Linked DNA regions of Arabidopsis thaliana: region 2 is linked to region 1. The links are chromatin contacts, called in public ChIA-PET maps. All regions are on one chromosome and are shown on one strand. Each heading gives the region's core, a stretch centred on a gene start, on an enhancer-like site or on the middle of the called end of the contact. The rest is flanking DNA. Distances are from core to core; before and after follow the strand shown.

The links. ChIA-PET counts read pairs in DNA pulled down with a chosen protein or histone mark.
Region 2: a contact with region 1 is called in an H3K4me3 ChIA-PET map of shoot, with 11 read pairs. The contact joins the promoter of NEF1 here to the promoter of AK-LYS1 in region 1. A contact is called at or near these places in 3 of 26 Hi-C or Micro-C datasets (callus, leaf and root), 1 of 2 datasets of contacts at active chromatin or transcription factors (shoot) and 1 of 3 other capture datasets (seedling).

What each region holds. Positions count from the first base shown.
Region 1 is chr5:4,247,729-4,250,840 of TAIR10.1, reverse strand. It overlaps AK-LYS1 (aspartate kinase 1), which reads right to left and starts at 1,529. Exons shown (of 13, transcript NM_121331.3): 1 at 924-1,529; 2 at 751-833; 3 at 610-650; 4 at 301-455. The coding sequence starts at 1,325. It overlaps RARE1 (Pentatricopeptide repeat (PPR) superfamily protein), which reads left to right and starts at 1,534. Exons shown (of 1, transcript NM_121330.2): 1 at 1,534-3,112. The coding sequence starts at 1,629.
Region 2 is chr5:4,291,243-4,294,212 of TAIR10.1, reverse strand. NEF1 (no exine formation 1) reads right to left here and starts at 1,509. Exons shown (of 4, transcript NM_121342.4): 1 at 184-1,509; 2 at 1-29. The coding sequence starts at 1,404. It overlaps AT5G13380 (Auxin-responsive GH3 family protein), which reads right to left. Exons shown (of 6, transcript NM_121341.2): 5 at 2,642-2,970; 6 at 1,772-2,447. The coding sequence ends at 1,858.

The DNA.
Region 1 (3,112 bases), core at 280-2,779:
TACTTAGCTATGTTTGCGAGCCGGATCATTGTGCAATAAAGCTCACACCAAGGCCAGTTTAGCATGTAACAGAGAAAGTACACCAATATGTGTTCCTTGATAACCGAAACCAAACTAATAAAAAAGTTAAATGACCAATTCAGAGTATATAGAATTTGTTTATCATATTTTCTAAATCTAGATTGAACTTTTCTACCCTAATCTACCAAGATATCAATTTGACTAAATAAGCAACCAAATGTGATATATAATATAATTAAGAAAATTACAGTAGAACTAAAAATATGATGATGGACATACTTGGCGTGCCTTGACACCGATTGTATTAAGATAAGCAGCAAAAATCCTTGTAGACAAACACTCTCCAAAAGAGACTAAGTAATCTCTGGTTCGAAGTGTCAATTCCTTCATCATGGCAATGCCTTTCAGGAGTTGCTCCAGTTCCTCCAAATAGGCTGCAAAATGTATCCAAGATATAAATAGGCAATGCATGTACACTCTTGAATTATTACCAAACTCATCACAAATCAAAAATTTATGAGCCTTATCAGAATTAGAAAGAAATGAAGCTCCAAATGTTGGAAAGTCTACAAGTTAAAATATGCTCACTCAAAATAACAGAGGGATCAATGTTGAGCTCTTTCACCGTCCTGAAACAACAAAAAAACACATTCTTGATCAAAACCAACAGCAACAAAGGAAAAGATACTCAAAGGTACCAAATTAATCATAGTTACAAGAAACCAAAACCTGATATGCAATTCCTTTATAATGCTCAACTCCTCAATCTCAGATGCATTAGAAACACCACAACTAACCGCCTTCTCTCCCGCCTTCACTAGCAACAAAACCAATAATTCCAATCAAAAAAATTCAAAACTTTGAATAGAAAACAGAGAAAAGGGAGAGAATCTCAGCATTACAAGCAAGAGATTGTTGGTAGTTTTCCCCATAGCAGAGAGAACAATGACGGGACTTTCTTCCGGAAAAGTCAAAATCAAATCAGCAACTTCCTTCATTCTCTCAGCTGACGCCACCGAAGATCCACCAAACTTCATCACGCACGTGATACCCTTCTCATCTACCTCCGTTATCGCCTCTGTCTTCTTCTCTTCCAACACAGCTCGCACAATGTTTCTGCTGCCTGAACCTGAAACCTTTCTAATGGAGGAGCCATCTCCAATGGGTAATGATAATTTCTTCAGCGTAGGGAAATCGACACGATTTAGAGAAATCGGTAGCGTCGGCGAGTTTCGGTGGCGGGTAAGTGGCAATCTGGTGAAAGCTGCATTGCTATGACAACAACGAACCCTAGTAGCCGCCATTTGAGAGGAGGAAGAAGAAGAATATTATTGATAGGTTTTTAAAACAAGAAGAGGAGAGAAATCGTACGGCTCACTCTCATTTGATGAGAGACACCAAAGAAGGAAACTTTGAACCTTCCACTCTTCGGGTCTCTGTACTAAAACGCTGTCGTTTATTACCAACCATTGATTTTGATTTTGACCCGTTTTGGTTGTTGGCTTGTTGCAATAACTGAAGCCAGTAAAGTCTGAGTTTTTTGCTTCTCTGTCGTTTGTTCTCGAAAGGGAAAAGCTCTAAACTTTTGTAGAATTTCTCCATCAACTATGACGATTCTCACTGTACAGTCTTCGTTTAGCTCTTCTCGAGTTCCGGTTATAAAGAACGCGAATTTCGATCAAATTCCGTCGTGGGTTTCTCTGAAGTCGAGCACTTCTTCTCCGTCTGTTAAAATCTCGCATAAGCAAGGACAAGTAGAGAATCTTCATTTGGTTTCGTTGTCGAAGCATAGGAAGCTCAACGAAGCATTTGAGTTTTTGCAAGAAATGGATAAGGCTGGTGTCTCCGTTAGCTCGTATTCTTACCAATGTCTCTTTGAGGCTTGCAGAGAATTGAGGTCTTTATCTCATGGGAGACTCTTGCACGATCGCATGCGGATGGGTATCGAGAATCCTTCTGTGCTTCTTCAGAACTGTGTGCTTCAAATGTACTGTGAGTGTCGGAGCTTGGAAGATGCAGATAAGCTGTTCGATGAAATGTCTGAGTTAAATGCAGTTTCTCGTACAACGATGATATCTGCTTACGCCGAACAAGGAATTTTGGATAAAGCTGTTGGTTTGTTCTCGGGAATGCTAGCGTCAGGCGACAAGCCTCCTTCTTCCATGTATACGACACTCTTGAAATCTTTGGTAAACCCCAGGGCTTTAGACTTTGGTAGACAGATTCATGCTCATGTTATACGTGCTGGGTTATGTAGCAACACATCTATAGAGACCGGGATCGTGAACATGTACGTGAAATGTGGTTGGTTAGTGGGTGCTAAGCGAGTGTTCGATCAGATGGCAGTGAAGAAACCAGTGGCTTGTACGGGATTGATGGTAGGTTATACTCAAGCTGGAAGAGCAAGAGATGCTTTGAAACTATTTGTGGATTTGGTAACGGAAGGTGTTGAATGGGACAGTTTTGTGTTTTCAGTTGTTCTTAAAGCGTGTGCTTCTCTTGAAGAGCTTAATCTTGGCAAGCAAATTCATGCCTGTGTCGCTAAGCTTGGATTGGAATCTGAAGTCTCGGTTGGAACTCCACTTGTTGATTTTTACATCAAATGTTCCAGCTTCGAGTCTGCTTGTCGTGCATTTCAAGAAATCCGTGAGCCAAACGATGTTTCCTGGAGCGCAATCATCTCCGGATACTGTCAAATGAGTCAATTTGAGGAGGCTGTTAAAACCTTCAAGTCTTTGAGAAGCAAAAACGCATCGATTCTAAATTCATTCACATATACTAGCATATTCCAAGCATGCTCGGTACTTGCAGATTGCAACATTGGTGGCCAAGTCCATGCAGATGCTATAAAAAGAAGTCTGATTGGATCTCAGTATGGAGAAAGCGCTCTTATTACGATGTATTCAAAATGTGGATGCTTAGATGATGCAAATGAAGTCTTTGAGTCCATGGACAACCCCGATATTGTTGCATGGACTGCTTTTATATCAGGTCATGCTTACTATGGAAATGCCTCTGAAGCTTTGAGATTGTTTGAGAAAATGGTGAGTTGTGGTATGAAGCCAAACTCAGTTACATTTATTGCGGTTTT
Region 2 (2,970 bases), core at 260-2,759, 43 kb before region 1:
AGCCCAGCAACTGCAGGAAGCGGAGTAAACTGCAACACAAACACAGAATATGAATTCCATTGTTACTATTGAGGGATACCTACTCGTCTTATTGCAACAGAATTTGACTACAGGAAAGCGCAGGTAACTAGTTATTAATGACAATAGTAATAGAAGCTGTGCAACGGGAAGAAAAATACTTACCAGAACTGGAAATCCTACAACGATAGCTCCAGCAGAACTCACAATCACAGACAAAGCTGTGAAAAAGGCTGAGCTCAGAGCACTCGAGATCATTCCAAGAACAGAAGCACCAGCACCAGCAGCACCTCCAAGCAATGTTGTAGTCACCAGAAGGTAGTTCAATGGAGGCGGCACTTGAATATACTTTCCAAAAGAGCGGAAAACAACTCTAATCTCCAAACAGATCACAATAATGACCATGGCAATAGCCCCATTCACAATCCGAATGCTCTGCAGCTGATGTGAATCCTTGGTAACCCACCATAGACCACCTCTTGTCGAAGCATAGAGCTGGAACAGGAAAGGGATAAAGAACAGGAGCAGCAAATCACAAACTGAAGCAGCAGATGAGAATATCACAGAGTAATGTGACGCCACGTGAAAGAGAAGCGGCATAAACATCAAATTCAGTGAAAGGAAACAGCTCTCCAGCTGTCCAAGGATAAAGCTATCATCAGGGATCTCTCCTCCATGGTACTTAACTTCCTGCTTGGTCTTGAAAGAAGAAACTCTAGGAATAGCGAAAATCCAGTAGAAGACGCAGGCGAACAAGAGGAAATAGTAAGAAGAGTTGTTCATCCCAACGGCAGAGATAGTTGCCCATGCGAAAAAAGAAGAGGCAGTGAAAGGGACACATGCGAACAAGAGACGCTCCAAAGCGACAACAATGGAAGGATTCTCCAGCTGAAGCCATTTGAATTGGAGCGAAGTCCAGCAGCCGATGAGGAAAGTAGTCTGAGCGCAGAGAAAAGCCGCGAGCAAGCCGAGAGGAACGGAATTGAAGGAGGAAAAGAGAGAAGATGAGAAGAAGAAAGAGATCTGAGCAGCGAGCAGTGACATCCATATACCGAGGAAGCCTCCGAATTTGACATTGAGAGAATCGACGATGTAAGATATGAGGAGGCCGATTGTGAGTGTAGCGACAACCGGAGTGCCGCCGAGGTCGAGGAGGAAGGCGGCGCAAGGGACAAGAGCAATTGCGATCCGTCCATTGTAGGCGAAGGAAGATGGAGAGAATCGAGAGTTGTTGGATCTCGAAGTAGGAGTAGCTCGATCGATGAAGTTTCTGGTTGATGCAGGGCTCATGTGAGGTGAGTAAGAGGAGGAAGATTGAGTAGGTTCACTGGTGGAGGCGGTTATATGGGGCCGGAACAGCCGCGGCTGTAGCTCCGGTGGCATCATGGTCGCCGGAATTTTTGTTTGGAATTCAGATTGATGGCGAATCTCGCCGTTTACTGATGAAGAAAGGATCTGCGTGTTGATTTCGCGGAAACAGTGACGTGTCCGGATGAGCGATAGCCCTTGGATCTTTCTTGTGGGGCCCTCTAATCTTATTAGCTCTCGTAGGTCTGTGTCCACTGAATAGTAGCTCAAGCTAGCCAAACGCTGTCGTATGGAAGGAGTGACGAGTGGTACTGTCGTTTCGTCATTTGAGTGTCACTATTTTAAACGCGACTTTTCGTGCCTAGCTAGAATATTGTCGGACCAACAAAAAAACTCGATAATCCATGGACTTATCACTTATGATATTTCGATAACTTGTATGATAAATCAGGAAATACATTGTGTATGTTAAAGTGTCATTAGTTTGTGTTTATTTGTTACGGGCTTTGTTATTCTTATGTAACGGTGGTTTTAACGGCTGGAATGTAGCTCATGTAGCTCCCACGACGGAGTTTTCCGGCTAAGAAACTCGGAAACAACGTTCGACTCCAATATATTCAAGGCTTCTTCATGCGTCACTGACCTTGGAGTCTTGTACTGACTCACAGAAGAGCCTCGAGACAAGAAGAAATTCATGAGCTCATCAAAAGCGCCAGGTTTAACTACCTTAATCTCAAGTGGTCCAATGATCTTATCATTTTTTCGTCCTTCTCTGTAGATAGAGTCGAGAGACTCCTCAACGGTTAAGCAACATTCCTCCAAGACATTAGATTTGGGATCGAGCTTGGCGTTCTTGAATTTGTTACCAAGTTCCCAATAGAGCACGTAGTGTCCTGGCAACGAGGATAGATCTACACGGCTAGTGAAATCCATGAGCATCAGGTCATGTGGCTCAAGCAGGAGACTCGCGTTTTTCACTGCCTTGAGAAGGTCTTCTTCGTAGGTCTTGCTCAAGTCGATGCTCAGAACTACATTCTGTCTCCCCACGAAGTAAAATTGTGGCGCATTGTTGTGGAAACCAGTCACTCGTAAAACATCCCCTAAACGGTACCTATACAGACCTGTAATTCACGCATGCATCTTGTGAGAAAACCAACATATAGATTTTTAGTATATCATATACATTAAGAAAACAAAAGAGTGAAAATATTTAATTCTATCATTTATAGTTTTCTCAAGCAAGCAATATAAAGACTTTTTAAAACAAAACCCTAAAACTACATTTATTTTGAAACGTAGAGTACAAGAAACTTACCAGAAAACGTTGTGACAAGAAGTTCATAATCATGGCCAATTTTAACATCGACGAGGTCGACCACCACAGGGTCTGCGGGAACATGGCCAGCTTCTTGACGGTCTTTCACGACCTCAATGAACTCAAAGTACCCCATACTTGGAATGATGGTGTACGACACATCACTAGGCTTAGACAGAGGATTGAGATTGATACCGATGAAACATTCGGAGCTGCCATACCATGATGAAACCAAAGGAAGACCACCGCCATAGAATTCCAGCAATGGTATGTACTGTGCCATGGTGCCGGTAATGACGGCTTCTATACATTTTGCTTTTGGCCAAATT